Linked DNA regions of Sus scrofa: all the other regions are linked to region 3. The links are chromatin contacts, called in public Hi-C and HiChIP or PLAC-seq maps. All regions are on one chromosome and are shown on one strand. The core of a region is the stretch at or near the end of the contact, and the rest is flanking DNA. Distances in the headings are between cores, read along the strand shown. Region 1 holds the start of IBA57 (IBA57 homolog, iron-sulfur cluster assembly). Region 2 overlaps WNT9A (protein Wnt-9a). Region 3 holds the start of SNAP47 (synaptosomal-associated protein 47). Region 4 holds the start of MRPL55 (mitochondrial ribosomal protein L55).

What was found. A called contact is a pair of places that touch in the nucleus more often than the background predicts. HiChIP or PLAC-seq counts read pairs in DNA pulled down with a chosen protein or histone mark.
Region 1: a contact with region 3 is called in an H3K27ac HiChIP or PLAC-seq map of alveolar macrophages. The contact joins the promoter of IBA57 here to the promoter of SNAP47 in region 3. A contact is called at or near these places in 1 of 47 Hi-C or Micro-C datasets (heart right ventricle) and 1 of 2 datasets of contacts at active chromatin or transcription factors (alveolar macrophages).
Region 2: a contact with region 3 is called in a Hi-C map of fetal skeletal muscle, with 2.8 times the contacts expected there. The contact joins the enhancer-like site here to the promoter of SNAP47 in region 3. A contact is called at or near these places in 5 of 5 promoter capture datasets (fetal liver, fetal skeletal muscle, liver and 1 more), 22 of 47 Hi-C or Micro-C datasets (blood, brain, embryonic fibroblasts and 12 more) and 2 of 2 datasets of contacts at active chromatin or transcription factors (alveolar macrophages and skeletal muscle).
Region 4: an H3K27ac HiChIP or PLAC-seq map of alveolar macrophages shows a contact between it and region 3. The contact joins the promoter of MRPL55 here to the promoter of SNAP47 in region 3. A contact is called at or near these places in 1 of 5 promoter capture datasets (liver) and 2 of 2 datasets of contacts at active chromatin or transcription factors (alveolar macrophages and skeletal muscle).

What each region holds. Positions count from the first base shown.
Region 1 is chr2:51,274,231-51,277,662 of Sscrofa11.1, reverse strand. IBA57 (IBA57 homolog, iron-sulfur cluster assembly) reads right to left here and starts at 1,311. Exons shown (of 3, transcript NM_001244830.1): 1 at 902-1,311. The coding sequence starts at 1,230.
Region 2 is chr2:51,118,607-51,121,924 of Sscrofa11.1, reverse strand. The region is part of intron 1 of WNT9A (protein Wnt-9a); the gene reads left to right. Among named protein-coding and RNA genes, the nearest start is that of WNT9A, 8.1 kb to the left of the region's middle. Within about 2 kb of position 1,589, at least 13 of the 83 cell types and tissues checked have an H3K27ac peak or open chromatin away from gene starts, as enhancers often do. A contact at or near this core is called in fetal skeletal muscle, omental adipose tissue and skeletal muscle, where this site is marked.
Region 3 is chr2:50,810,334-50,814,005 of Sscrofa11.1, reverse strand. It overlaps SNAP47 (synaptosomal-associated protein 47), which reads right to left and starts at 1,697. Exons shown (of 7, transcript XM_021083339.1): 1 at 1,529-1,697. It overlaps JMJD4 (jmjC domain-containing protein 4), which reads left to right and starts at 1,826. Exons shown (of 6, transcript XM_003123609.5): 1 at 1,826-2,324; 2 at 2,595-2,760. The coding sequence starts at 2,060.
Region 4 is chr2:51,246,200-51,249,574 of Sscrofa11.1, reverse strand. MRPL55 (mitochondrial ribosomal protein L55) reads left to right here and starts at 1,981. Exons shown (of 4, transcript NM_001244964.1): 1 at 1,981-2,143; 2 at 3,154-3,242. The coding sequence starts at 3,217. It overlaps GUK1 (guanylate kinase), which reads right to left and starts at 1,910. Exons shown (of 8, transcript XM_003123613.4): 1 at 1,779-1,910. The coding sequence starts at 1,839.

The DNA.
Region 1 (3,432 bases), core at 62-2,561, 460 kb before region 3:
CCATGTGAAGGAGTCAAAGGTCCACCTGAAGTATCTTATCTCTCAACAAGCCACTAAACTACATACTCCTCCAGAAGGCAGGAGTATACTGAGGAAGATGCAGATGAGGACCCACAAATAGAACAGACATGGGAGTTTCCAGGACAGCCTCAGAGGGAATCAACAGCCTGCAATTGCATGAGAGATTTTAGAGGTACCAAGCCTGAGAAAGCTAAGCAAGTGAAAACAGAAAGCTCTACACAGCAAAGGACAAGGCCACTGACTTGGCTTGTCCTGTTGACCATCATGGCACAGTCATGATAACATCAGCACAGACTGATGTAAAACACCAAACACTGATATCACTAAAGAGAGATTTCTGAGAGAAATGTATGTGCGCTGGAGGACTCAGAAAGTAATAGCGGAAGCCAGTGGTGCAAGGCGGCTTCCTACAGGTGCCGCGACCCCTTTTCCGTGCAGTGGGTCTGAGCAGGAGCAGAGGCCACATGCAAAGTCACGCAGATCTTCCCATGGGTGAGTCACGGGCCCATCCCTGGGTGCTGGCTCTGGCCCACCTATGGCAGCCCTGTCCCTGTATGCGGGTTCCCAAATACCCTGCCCTGGGCGCCCCTCCCATCCTCAGGTGACCTCCCCTGTGGGGGCCCACTATGGCCCACCGTTTGCAAAAGCTCCCAGGTGTCCCTCCTCTGGACGCCCTGCCCTGCAGATCCTCTCCTGAATGACCATCCTGGGCCTAGGTGCCCCGCCCCTCCTCCGTACAGACCCCAACCCTGGGAGCCCTCCATAGGAGCCCATCCCCTAAGTCTTCTCCCGGCCGCTCTGGGTGATCCCACTCCCCACCTCCACGCCGGCACTGGAGCCTGCGCAGTCCCTGCCACACCCTGCCACACCCTGCGCTCACCCGTAGAGAATGACGTCATAGAGTGTGCGTCCCTGGACGTTAAGAAAGTGGGCGTAGCCCGCGCGCGCCACGGCCGAAGCGGGACCCGGAAGCGGCAACTCATTGGTCAGCAGACCCAGGAGAAAGGGCGCCGAGTCCGGCCCGCGCACGCGTACCAGGGCGCGCTCGCCCAGCAGGAAGTAGGCCCAGGCCGTACCGCCCGCGGGGTCACCACTCTGAGAGCAGGAACCTTGAGCCAGGCGGCGCCTCGGGGCCGCGCGCAGCCTCCAGTGCCAGGCTAGGCCGCTGCGCCCTGAAGCCGCGCCCCGGAGCAGCGCCGCAGCCGCCATCTTGGGGAGGAGCGAGGCGGCGGGAAGGGGCTCCGTGCGGCGGCGCGGGCAGGCGCCACAGTACCTGCTGTAGGCGGACGAGTGGAGCGCACGCGGGTGGGGGGGCATGGGGCGGGGCGTGCGCAGGCGTGCGCGGGCTGGAGCCTCTGCCGCCCTTAGAGGCGGGGCTGGGGGCACTTGCAAGAGTGGCCCGGGTGAGGGTGGGCGGAGCGTGTGGCGGAGAGAGGTCTTGGGCTGTCGGTCACCCTTACACTCCTGGGCTGGCCCTCTGCGCCTCGGTTTTTAGAGCAGTTTCTGCTTGCTTTATTGTAGCGGGGAGCCCATGACCTAAACCCTACCATCCTAACCATTTTTAAGTGCACATTTCAGGGGCATTAAGCGCATTCACACTGTTTTGCAGCCTTCTCCACCCTGCAGAACTTTCTCATCTTTCCAAACGGAAACTCCACCTTAATCAAACGCTGATCCCTGTCTCCTTCCCCAGCCCCTGGGAACTCCATTCTACTCTTTGTGAACCTGACTCTTATAGGAAATTAATAGAAGTGGAATCATGAAGTGTTTGCCTTTTTGTGACTAATGGCTTCCAGGTTCCTCCGTGGTATATTATATGTCAGCCTCCTTAAGGCTGAATATTCTACTCTATGTATATACCACATTGGATTATCCATTCACCGATTGATGGACATTGTATTGTTTCCACCCTTGGCTATTGTGAATAATGCTACAATGAACAGGGATGTGCAACTATGCTTTCAGCTCCTTTGGTTATTGTGTAAAATACACACCTGTATATCCTATGCTCTCACTTCTGACACTTCTGATCACTAAAATGTAGGGGGGGAGTTCCCCACACCATACAGTTCTCCAACACCAGCTGAGTGTCTTACATTTTTAACTCAATTATGAACCATTTATACCAGGAAATAGCATCAGGTCCTGTAAGACTGCGTGTGTACACACACACACACACACACACAATCTTCAGATGCCAAAGTCCAGGTTGTTTCCTTTCTTCTGACCAACCAGCTATAGAGCAAAGGTTCCAATAGCCCTCTCCTTGGGTTCAATTAATTTTCTAGAGTGGTTCACAGAAATCAGAAATATTTTACATACTAGATTACTGATTTATTATAAAAAGGATATAACTCAGGAACAGCCAGATGGAAGAGATGCATAGGGCAAGATATGTTGGAAAAGACATGGAACTTTATGCCCCATGGGCACCACTCTCCCCAAATTGCCGTGTGTTCCACAACCAAGAAGCTCTCCAAATCCAGTCCTTTAGGGTTTTCATGGAGACTTCATTATTGAAGCACAATTGATTAAATCATTGGCCATTGGTTACTGATTCAACTTCACTCCTCTGAGGTCAGGGTGGGACTGAAAGTTCTAACCCTCTAATCACAGGGTTGGTTCCCCTGCCAACTAGCTCCCATCCTTAGGGGCTTTCCAAAATCACTTCATTAACATAAACTTGTTGACCAGGGCTTGCTAAGAATATCGGGACAAAATATATTTTTTTAAAAAAAGAATATTGGAGTTCCCACTATGGCATAGCAGTTTAAGGATCTGGCATTGTCTCTGTGGCAGCTCGGGTTCAATCTCTGGCCCAGTGCAGTGAGTTAAGGATCCAGTATTGCTGAAGCTGTGGCATAGGTCACATCTGAGGCTCAGATTTGATCCCTGGCCTAGGAACTTCCATGTGCCTCAGGTACAGCCAAAAAACAAACCAAAAAAAAAAAAAAAAAATATATATATATATATATATATATATATATATCACTCTTATCCCTTAAGAAATTCCAATGGCTTTAGGAGCTCTGTGCCAGGAATAAGGGTGAAAGTCATAATACCACAGGTATACATCCAGATGTGGAATTGCTGTGTCATATGGTGATTCTATGTTTAATTTTTTTTTTTGTGGAACCTCCAAACTATTTTCCTAAGTGTATTAGTTTGAGCTTCTTGACAAATCCCATACATTGAGTGGCTTAATCATCAGACATTTATTTCTCACAGTTCCAGAGGCCAGAAGTCCAAGATCTAGGGCTGAGAGAGGCCTTTCTCCACAGTGCTGCACAAGAACAACAAGGGGTGAGGTTGTGCTAGGCAATACTGTGGGGCTCCAGGGATGTCCTTGGGCCCCTGTTCTATCTCCCCTCACTCTCACCAGCTTCATCCAGCTATATAACTTTCCATACT
Region 2 (3,318 bases), core at 340-2,839, 310 kb before region 3:
GGGGTTCCTCGTGGGATTTCCTCCAAATTGCACTGGGCTGGCACTCCTGAGGCCTGTAGGGAAAGTCCCCTCTCCCATCTACTTCCTGGCTCTGCACTCAGGAGCCTGATGTGGATTCCAAGGTTCTCATTTACCAAGTGGGCCAGCCCTCTGCCCACCTCTGGCTCTGACCTCCACCACCCTGTACCCACATTGCTGGCTGGACCACTTCACCTTCTGGTCATGGCCTGGATGTTGGACAGAGACTTGGTGGGCAGTGCTGGAGTTCCAGGGGGCAGGTGGGAGGTAGAGACTAAGGATCCCATTGAGTGAAGTTTGGGGAGGTGGGGGCAGATGGAAAGGCTTGTGCTGCATACCAGGTCTGCAGGCATCTGCAGGAGGGCTTGGTGGCATGGGCTGGGTGATGACCAGCCTGTTTTCCTGCAGGGACTAATCATTAAGGGATATCCATGGGCTGGGCCTTGTGGCAGGTGGCTATGCCAGGGCCTCCAGTGGAGGGCAGCCCCACTCTGCTCAGTGTCAACCTGGGTGGTGTGTGCTGGCGGCCTGGCTCCGTGACCCACGGCCATGGCTCTCTATCCTTCCCTGCCCCTCCCAGTGAGGTTCCTGGCTGGCCTGGTGCCTCTGGCCACAAGAGGAAACCCAGCCGCCCAGCTGGCAGGCCCTGCACCTCGAGACCGGCAGCCGGACGAGGGAATGGAAAAAGGCAAGCCTCAAGCTGCGTTTGTTTTTCTTAGCGATACCTGAGGTAGACGTGGCCAGGGAAGTGGTCTGGCTCAAGAGTAGAGGGTGCCAGGGGCTCCCAGCCCAGAGCACATCAGGGCTGGCTCCCTCCCAGGCAGAGAGAGCAGCAGTGGCTGTTCAGGCCACCCCAGGGTAGGATGTTGATCAAGGCTGTCCCAGTGTCTTCCATCTATGTCTGGCATGGTGCTGCGCACCTGGGAGGCCAGCTCTAGGAAGGAAATCAGTCATCGAGGTGATTCTGGTCGTGATGAGAGGGGGGTCCTGTGGGTCTCTAGGCACCTGCTCTGCATCTTGCATGTCCTTCTTTGTGGCAGCTGTCAGTGAGGCCTGGGGGTGTGGTGACCAGGGCACAGAAGTGTCCTGGTCACTTTAGTTTCTCCACAAAGCCACTGATGCCTATCTTCTCATGGCAATCAGTGAACATTGTGTGTATGTGTGGGGGGTCCCACAAAGCCTCGGCTACCTGCCTGGGGACCTGTAGGCCTGCTCTTCTCTAATCTGGGCTCCACCATCTTATTCTGGAAAGGATGCAGTTGGCTGGTGGCCCTCAGAATCTGAGGGTCCCACAGGTTCTGTTTGCTTTGGCGGCCAAGTGTGGAAGGGGCATTTCTGTTAGGCTTGTGGATGCCAGGCTTGGTGGGCAGTGCTGTGGGTCCCAGTGTAGTGGAGTTTTCTGAGTCCTGTGTCTGCCAGCTGACTCCCAGGGTGGCCAGGCCTTAGCTAAGTAATCCCCTGGAGTAGCCAGTCAGTGATGTGGAGCTGGCGCTGATCAAGAGCTCTTCGTGCCCTGGAATGTTGGGGCCCTGTGAGGTGGGAAAGTCGAGGCCTGGTGGTTCTCACAGCTGATGGCAGTGACAGCTGTCATAGACACAAAGTCCCTGCCGCAGTGTGACCTGTTCGTGGGGCAATGCCCTGCTGCCCTTCCTATTCCCGTCCCTTGGCCCTCATTTTCTCCTTGGCACAGCAGGGCACCCAATGATGGTGGAGATTAAAGGGAGCCCCAGGCTCTGGTGGTGGTATCTGTGCCCACCCTACACCTGCATGCCTGAGTGAGAGGCTGCAGGCCACAGGAGGATGGAGGGTTAATCTCAGAACCAGTTCTCAGCATTGGAATTTGTTTTGAATTTGATTCACACAGAAATTAAATGCCGTCTGGTGGGGCTGAGGTTTCCTTGGCAGAGTGCTGTGGCTTCTGGAAACTCTGGCCTCTTCTCTTTCCGCCCAGCCTAGGGTCTGAGCTTCCCATGTGCAGGGAGCTTGGTTTGTGGGCAGGGTAGCCCTTGCGGTGGCTGGGCCTGTTGGTAGGAGGAAGGGCAGTCAGAATCTGTCCCCTACCCAACCACAAGTGAGAAGGAGTGAGGCATTCTAGGGGCTGAGGGGTATGGGACAAAGACGGCCCCAGTGCTGGCACCCACCCTGATCTGACAGTGCTCATCCTGTTACCTGGCTGTCCTTCAAAGTAGGTATGAGGATATGAGACTGGCTGAATGCTCATAGGAGCTGCCCTGGTAATCTCTAAGCAGTCAGGCATGACAGCCTCAGGCCTGGCCCACAAAAGGGGTTGGGCATCTCCAGACATGGCTCTGTCTGTCCTAGGTTCGTTCCTGCTCTCCTCAGGGGTGCATGTGGTCTCTGAAGAGCTGTTGCAGTCTAGTTGGGGCAGGGCGAGCCCTCAGCAATGTGGGACCTAATCCAAGGTGAATTAGTCTCCAGATCCTTACCTTGATTACATCTGCATGTTCTGAGGTTCCAGGTGGATATGAGTTTGGGGGACCTTTACCCTCTGCTTCAGATTATTCCTGCAAACAGTCTCTCAAATATAGCAACAGCATATGGTCAGAGATAACTTGGTGTGTGTGGAAGTGCAGCCAAGGACTTGAAGAAATGATGGCAGCAGACCAGTAAACAGAGCATCCCACACTGAATAAAACAGTTCTCGGTGTGCCTTCAAGAGCAAGATAAGCTTGGGATATCTGTAAGGAATGAGAAGCCACAAAAACTGACCCAGCAAGTTTGGAAAAACCAAATAGAATTGGGAAAAAAATTCAAGTAATAGACTGATTTGAAAGCAGATTAGAAATAGTTGAAGAGAATTGGTGAACTTTAAGATAGGTCAAGAGAAATTACCCATGGGAAGGCAAATGCATGGAAAACAGAGAGGATGAGAAACCTGGGAACACTGAGGAGGCCGCCTGTGTCACCAGAGGCCCAGAGGTAGAAAAGAGGGGGAATTGATGGGGTGAGGTGTGGAGAGAAAGGCTGAAAAATTTCTGAAATTGATCAGAACAATCAAGAAGACTCAAGAGGCCCAGTGTCTTCCTAAGCAGAAAAAATAAATGTTCATGCTGGAGCATTGCAACTGTAAAACACCAAAGACAAAGAATTATAAAAGCAATCCAAGAAAAAAAAAGTACAGATCACCTCCCAAGGATCATTAGGTTGACAGCTAACTTCAGAACTGAGAGCAAAGCCAGAAGATGGTGGGACCATCCACTTGGTAAGTGAAAGAAAATAACTCCTGGCCACGAACTCTATGCTTAGTGAAGCCTACTCTAAAATGAAGGTGAGGAGTTC
Region 3 (3,672 bases), core at 448-2,947:
GTCTGTATATGTGTGTACAGGGAGGGAGAAAGACAGAGAAAGTGAATGAGTGCATGCCTGGAAGGATAACTCTTTATCAAGAAACAAGAAAATGCTCATCTCCGGATGGGATTAAGGGTGACTCTTCTCCATTTTATCTTCCCAGTGCCTTCTAACCTTCTGCCCAATACTGGCCCAGTAAAGAATTCCACAACTTGACCACAGGAGGCACAATGAGGCACACTGGGAAGGGAGCACAGCTCAAACACAATCACAAAACCCTCATACTGCTTTGCTTGCCACCAACTCTCCACCACCTGTCTCATCCTGCCCATGTTCTCAGCTCCCACTTTAGAACCCCCACCTGGACTCTCTTCCCAGTCCTCCCCTCCTCTGCCTCTCTCCACTTCTGGTCCTTGCTCTTCTCCTTCTTGTAAGTTTCATACTCCTTGAAAAGAGTACCCCCTCAAGCCCCTCTCCAAAGTTTAGAGCCCCAATATCCCCAGAATCTCCCTTATGCCACCTATAAGGCTAAATAAACAAGATTACATGTTCACTATTTAATAAAGGGGCGGTAGGTGCCTCTCCTCTTCCCTTTGGGTGTTTCCTTTGGTCAGGAAGGAAACAAATTCAAGTGTTCAGATTTCATAAGGCATTGTCACCACCTGCTGACTCAGAGCTGTAAACACGTACCTCCAGAACTGAGGCAAGAGTCTCTCATTAGGCACAGACTACACAGGTGCATCTATTTTTCCCTCAAGGAGATGAGAGAGTTCTCAACATTTCTTTCTTCCTGTGTGTGAAATGTGGGAAGACCTACCCAGCTGTGTATTCTACTGCAGATGCCTTACATATATGTAATCTGCTCATACAGCAATGAAACTGTTTTCTTCCTTTCCATATTGATACGAGTAGGACTGTATTGGCAGGACATCTATTTCTGCAACATGCTGAGACCCTGATATGGCACCCCCACCTAAGCTCCCCTTTTATGTAACCCTATTCAGATATGTTTTTGTGCACAGCCTCATATCACCACATTTGATCCCCCACACCTTCACTCAGAACCCTCCCTATTCCCCCAGCATCCCCTCCAGTCCCCACTATCCCCTTCAGGTCCTACCATCCTCTCCTGGTCACAGCATTTCCTCCAGGTCCCCAGCAGCCCCCTAGTCCCCTAGCATCCCCACCAGGTCCCATCATCCCTTCCAGGTCCCCACTATCGCCTGAGAGTTACAGCACTCCTTCCAATTCCCCTATCACCCCCCTAGGTCTCCCATCGTCCTAGTTCCCCAGCATGCCCTCCAGGGCTTCAGCATCCCCTCCAGGTCTTCAGCATCCCCTTAGACCCCCAGCTTCTCCAGGACCCCACCTTTGACCCTTGTGCTCTCTGTTAGCCCAGCCACGTCCCACCACCTTCCTCAGTCCTTGAAGCACTGGAAAGAGGAGAGATACTCACCTGGGCAGAAGCGGCGAGAGGGACTGTGCCAAGGGACGCCTGGAAGAGCTCCGGGCACAGGCCCAGCTGCAGACTGGGGACACGACTTACCTGAGTTGCTGGGGAGGTGCGAAGACGGCGAGACTAGGGGCCAGCACCGTTCGACAATTTCTGAAACCGTGCGGACCCTGAGCTGGATCACAGTCTCAGTACACCGCTCCTGAGTCTGCCCAGGCGGGCCGCAACAAGCAGAGAGCATGCGCCCAGAGCTGGGCTGGCTGTGTTTCTGGCTCGGGCAGGAACTCTTGTCTGCAAACTCTAGGTTCCGCACGAGGGCGCCGGGCTGACGGCGGACTCTGCAAGCGGCCGCGGGTGCGTAGCGTGTACGCCGGAAGTAGTTTTCGCACATACTTCCTTTTTCACTTCCTAGTTTAAAGAACAGATAAGTGGGAATACAGAAACCACATTCTGGGTTCCTGACCTTCTGCCGGACGGCAGCCGGGAGATCTGGCCGCTGGCTCCAGCATCGCTGGCAGCCCCTCCGCGTCCAGCACCCCCTCCTACTCCCGCAGCTCTTCCGACGCTCCCAGCCCCCCTGTTCCCAGCAGACCCTCACGCAACGGACTCTGAGCCTAGCCCAGCATGGACAGACAGATGCGCGCATTTGCCGAGAGCCACTTCCGAGGCCTCCAGGGAGGTCTCTCCAGCAATGTCAGCCCGAAACTGGACCACGTGGACTTCATAGAGAATCCAGACTCCTTTTCCTACGCCGACTTCTTCAAGGGCTATCTGCTCCCCAACTTGCCCTGTGTTTTCTCCAGCGCTTTCACCGAGGGCTGGGGCAGCAGGAGGCTCTGGGTGACGCCAAGCGGAAAGCCCAATTTTGATTATCTGCTTCAGAACTATGGTAAGGACTGAGCGCGAGTGTCCCAGGCAGGAACACCTTGGAATGCAGCACAAAACTCCAGCCAGTGTCCTTTGACCCTCGCCCTACCTATATTCCCTTAGGTCAGACTGTGAGGGTGCAAATGAGGGGAGCCACAAGAGGACTTGAGGGAGGCAGGGAACATGAGTTAATCCCCAGAGGAATTCTTCTGGAGACGGTGTAGCAATGAGTTGGAGGGTGGACAGGGTGGAGGACTCTCAGAAAAGTTTGTGCCTGACCCTTTCCTTTCAGGAGATGTGGTTGTACCTGTTGCAAACTGTGGGGTGAGGGAATACAACTCCAACCCCAAAGAACACATGCCCCTCAAAGACTACATCAGCTACTGGAAAGAGTACATTCAGGGAAACTACTCATCTTCACGGGGCTGTCTCTATCTCAAAGACTGGCATCTGTGCAGGTAAAGGGGCCCAGAACACTGCTTTTCCTAGTCATGAGTGAGGAACTTGTCTTTTCTCCAGTTATGAATTTAATCAGTGTAAAAAACCCACTCTCTTCAGCCTGGTTGGAATGTCATTCTCTCCAATCATGGCCATCTCACCATGCCTGCGCGGGGTTGGCTGCGTGAGGAATGTGGGCACCTCTGGCAGAGGCTCAGATGGCCTGTGATTACCTAACTCTTTTTTGTCACTGTTTTTCCCGGAGCTGCCCTTGTCAGTCTCACTTCGATCTAACTGGCAGCACCCAGCCTTCACCAGTGCTCAGATGCCTCTGGGACCGGCCACCCCTATCCAAACCTACTTCTCCAAATCAAGCCTGTTCTCCTCTACCTTGGCTGCTGCCAATCTCCAGACTAGCTGCCCTGCCTCAAGTCCTGCACCCCACTGCTAGGCTCATTAAAGCTAGAGCTTTCCAGCGGGACTGTGTCCTGCCCATTTAAAATCTCCATCACTAACAAGCAATACCAGCTCTTAAATGAGGCCTTCTGAGGTGTGTCCTCCTACCACACACTTCTTCCACTTGGGGAGCTCAAAGGATGCTACTCTGAGAAATGTCTCACTCTAGTGGACAGCCCCACCCCTTCTGGTGTTCCCACTCTCAGTGGCCCTTAGATTTTGTAGCCATTTCCCCTGCCAAGGGTATGTTTCCACAAACACAGAGGGAGTCATAGTCAGGCGCCCACCAACTGGCACTGAGTAGATGCTCAATTAATGAGTGAGTGAACAATCAAATTCTTGTTTTGCTGATGTAGGAGCTAAAACTCAAAAAAAAAAAAAAAATTCAGGCCCTTGTCATTCCCAAGACCAATCCAACAGTACATGAAGGGCACTAGCATCCTGCTCAAAGTTTTCCCTTGGTACTATCTGCTACA
Region 4 (3,375 bases), core at 732-3,231, 440 kb before region 3:
CTTTCTTTCTGCTCTTCCTCAAATCCTTTGAATATGTTTCTTGGGCTATGCTAAATGTGACATGAAAGGTTGAGATTAACAGTCTAGGAGTTTTTTTTAAAAAAAGGCTGGGTGCAGCTTAAAACTCCTAGAATCTGCTACCCAAAGAAACCGTTGATCTTACCAGTTCTAGATGAAGATCAAAGGCTGGATCAAAGTACTCCTAGAATCTAAAAGAAAGCTCAGGCAAACTGCATCTATCACAGGTGTGCACCAACCCGGATGGTGAGCTGGCCTGGTGTATGAAAGTGTGTACAATTCTTACAAGAGGGCAGAGTAGGGCTCACGTGGCAGGAAATTCAGCTTGTCAGTGATAAGACAGGAAGCCACACCCACCCTAGATCTCTCCTGGGGTGAAAGTGAAGGTATTCACGGTATAGAAAGTCTAAGAGTGACAGAAAAGTCCAGAAAACCCACATTTGGGAAAGTATGATGTCAAGGGGCACTGACAGGGGGCTCACGCAAGGCTGACCATGAGAAGCACATCACAGCCTCCCTTCTCCTGTCCCCGTAGGCTCCATCCTACATTGGCCAATCACCACCTCAGCTTCCACCTCCCCGACCCCTATTGAAACAGGTGAGGCACACCTCAATGCTCCTCCCCAAACCAGCACTTGGATGAAGGAGGCTCACTCTCTCTCACAGCTCCCAAGACAATGTCTAAGAATTGCAGATGGGGAGCTCCAATAACCTACACTTGGGGTGTCTTGTCCTGAGGAAAAATGAACCCCAACTACCATGCCCAGGAGTCAGGAAGGCCAACAACCTGCTCCTGTATGGAGTACTCATAACTGCAATGTCCAGCAGTGGGGCAGGCCAGGAACCTGCAGCAGTCTTGGGGGCCCTCCTGGCTGGGAGTCCTTGAAGCAATCAGTTCTGCCTACCCAGAATCTCCCCAAACCCCCACCCCGGGTTTGCAATATGCGGTGGGAAGGGAACACAGCACCAGAGCTGGACTATCTGGAGAATTTCCCAACTGTTTCTGCTGCTCCCCTTTAACTCAAGGTAGACCACACATTTCCAAAAGCCAGGTGAGAGAGTCGGAACTTCGGGGACTGTGCCATACCAAGAGTCACCTCAAGGCCTTCAAAACCCTTATCTCCCAGGGTATTCTGTTCTGCTGTGTGGCCCACCTTGGGGAGGGGGGTCAGGTTGCTTCCCCTCTCCGCCCCTCCGCATCCTGCACAATGGCTTCCAGCAAGAAGTCCTGAGGCTGCGGGGGTTTTACAAACTGTCTGGAGCTTCCCGTGCCAGAAGAATTTCTTCCTACATTTTGAGGACTGACAGAGGAACCAGCTTTTAATTTGTGTAAATAAAAATAATAACTACCAAAAGCAACTCTAACACACAGAATACAACTTGAAAATAAAGGGAAGCCCTTTAAAAGGAGTAAATCTGCCCCCATAAAAAGATGCGCTCCCTGAAGACCGTGTCTCCTGCCTTGCTCGCTCGCTCTAGGATGGAGCGCTGCAACCCTGAGGGAAGCCGAGGGCAGTTCGGGTGGCTGGTGAATAACAATGCACGAGCACAGCTATGAGTCCCTGAGGAAGGTCCACGGCACTGGCGCTCAGCAGGCGCGGGGGCGGGGGGGCGACTCACACGTGAGCTGCTGTGTTCCCCCCCTCTCCGCGGCGGATTCGGACCGCGAAACGCCAGCCCGGGGCCCGACACCCCAGGAAAACCCTCGCGGGGCTTGCAAGCGCCCAGACCTCTGCCCGCTGTGAGGGGCCGCCACTCACCGTCCGAGGTGGCCCGGCCCAGGGCTGCAGCCGCCAGCCCGGCCAGCGGGCGCCGCAGCATCAGGGGCCGCAGCTGCCGCCTGCGGGAACATACGTCACAGCGCCGCGCCGCTCCCGCCCCTCGCCTTCCATCAAAATACGTCAGCGGGGCGCCGGATGCGCCTCGGCCAGCCGTAAGTCAGAGCGGCGCTGGTCTCGCCCCGCCTCTCAAGGCCGTAAGTCGGCGCTGCGAGTCACTTCGCGGCGGAGCCGCACGAGGACTGGAAGCTTGGTGTGCAGTGCGGGTGTCCCCGGCTTCGGTCAGTCCCGCACCTGATTCGTCAGTGGTAGCCAGGCCGCTGGTCCTCGAGGCCGCCTCGGAGCCGGTGAGAGTGGCAAGTCGGTGTCACGTGGGCTTGGATGTCTTCCTCCAAGGGAGGGTCTGGGCCCCGCCATGAGCCTCGGGAACGCGAGGGCGAGAGGATGAGCGGGCATTTTTTGAGATGTTTATAGCATTTCATTTGCCTGCCAAATCACTTCTTAAGGCGGAGAGAGGCCTGCAGATGCCCTGCCCTGACAAGGTATAGCCAGGCAAGCTTGCCTATCTTGGCCGGGAGGATTCTTTTCTGGGTCTTCATGTCCACGATCTCAGTGGTGAGGCCTTTGAAACAACTGGTTTGTCACCGCGGAAACCCAAGCTTAGCAAGCTTGAGCTCCCCTTTTATAATCCTTATCTCGTTGGATTTTGTGAAATGAAATGACCTTGGAAAACATGGTAAAAGCTAGTCTTCACCATTTACGTTGCATTACATCTTCAGAATGGCTTCCCCGACTCAGCAACCTACCAGAATGGGCCCGGGCCCTGCTGCAGATTGAGTCAGAGTCTTTGGGAGTAGGACTGGGTCATCTGCAGATCAGAAATCTTCCATTTGATTCTGTTGCCAATTTCAAGGCTGAAAACCTGATAGGATATTGGGAGAGACTGGCACTGATCTTGTAATATCTGTCAGAAACTGCTTTTTGTTCCTGTCTGGAATTGGGTAAGGATCAATTCTATGAAAAAGCATGCCTTGGAGTTCCCGTCGTGGCGCAGTGGTTAACGAATCCGACTAGGAACCATGAGGTTGCGGGTTCGGTCCCTGCCCTTGCTCATTGGGTTAACGATCCGGCGTTGCCCAGAGCTGTGGTGTAGGTTGCAGACGCGGCTCGGATCCCGCGTTGCTGTGGCTCTGGCATAGGCTGGTGGCTACAGCTCCGATTCAACTCCTGGCCTGGGAACCTCCATATGCCGCGGGAGCGGCCCAAGAAATAGCAACAACAACAACAAAAAACAAAAAACAAAAAAAAAAGAAAAAGCATGCCTTTTAGAAAGATCTCTTATTTCCTTGCCTAGCAGGTCATCCCACTGGCCGTGTGACTGACCCTGGGGCTTCACCTGCTGCAGGGGCTCTCAGGAGGAATGGCAGCCAAGGGCAGCCTGCTTCGGTAAGCATGGACTTCCAGGCCTCTTGGGACTGCCATAATGGGGCCACACAAAGAATGCCAACTCAAGACCCTTAGGCTGTCCTCAGTAAAGCCTCCAGAACCAGTATGTTTATGTGAAGTATACATACAAATA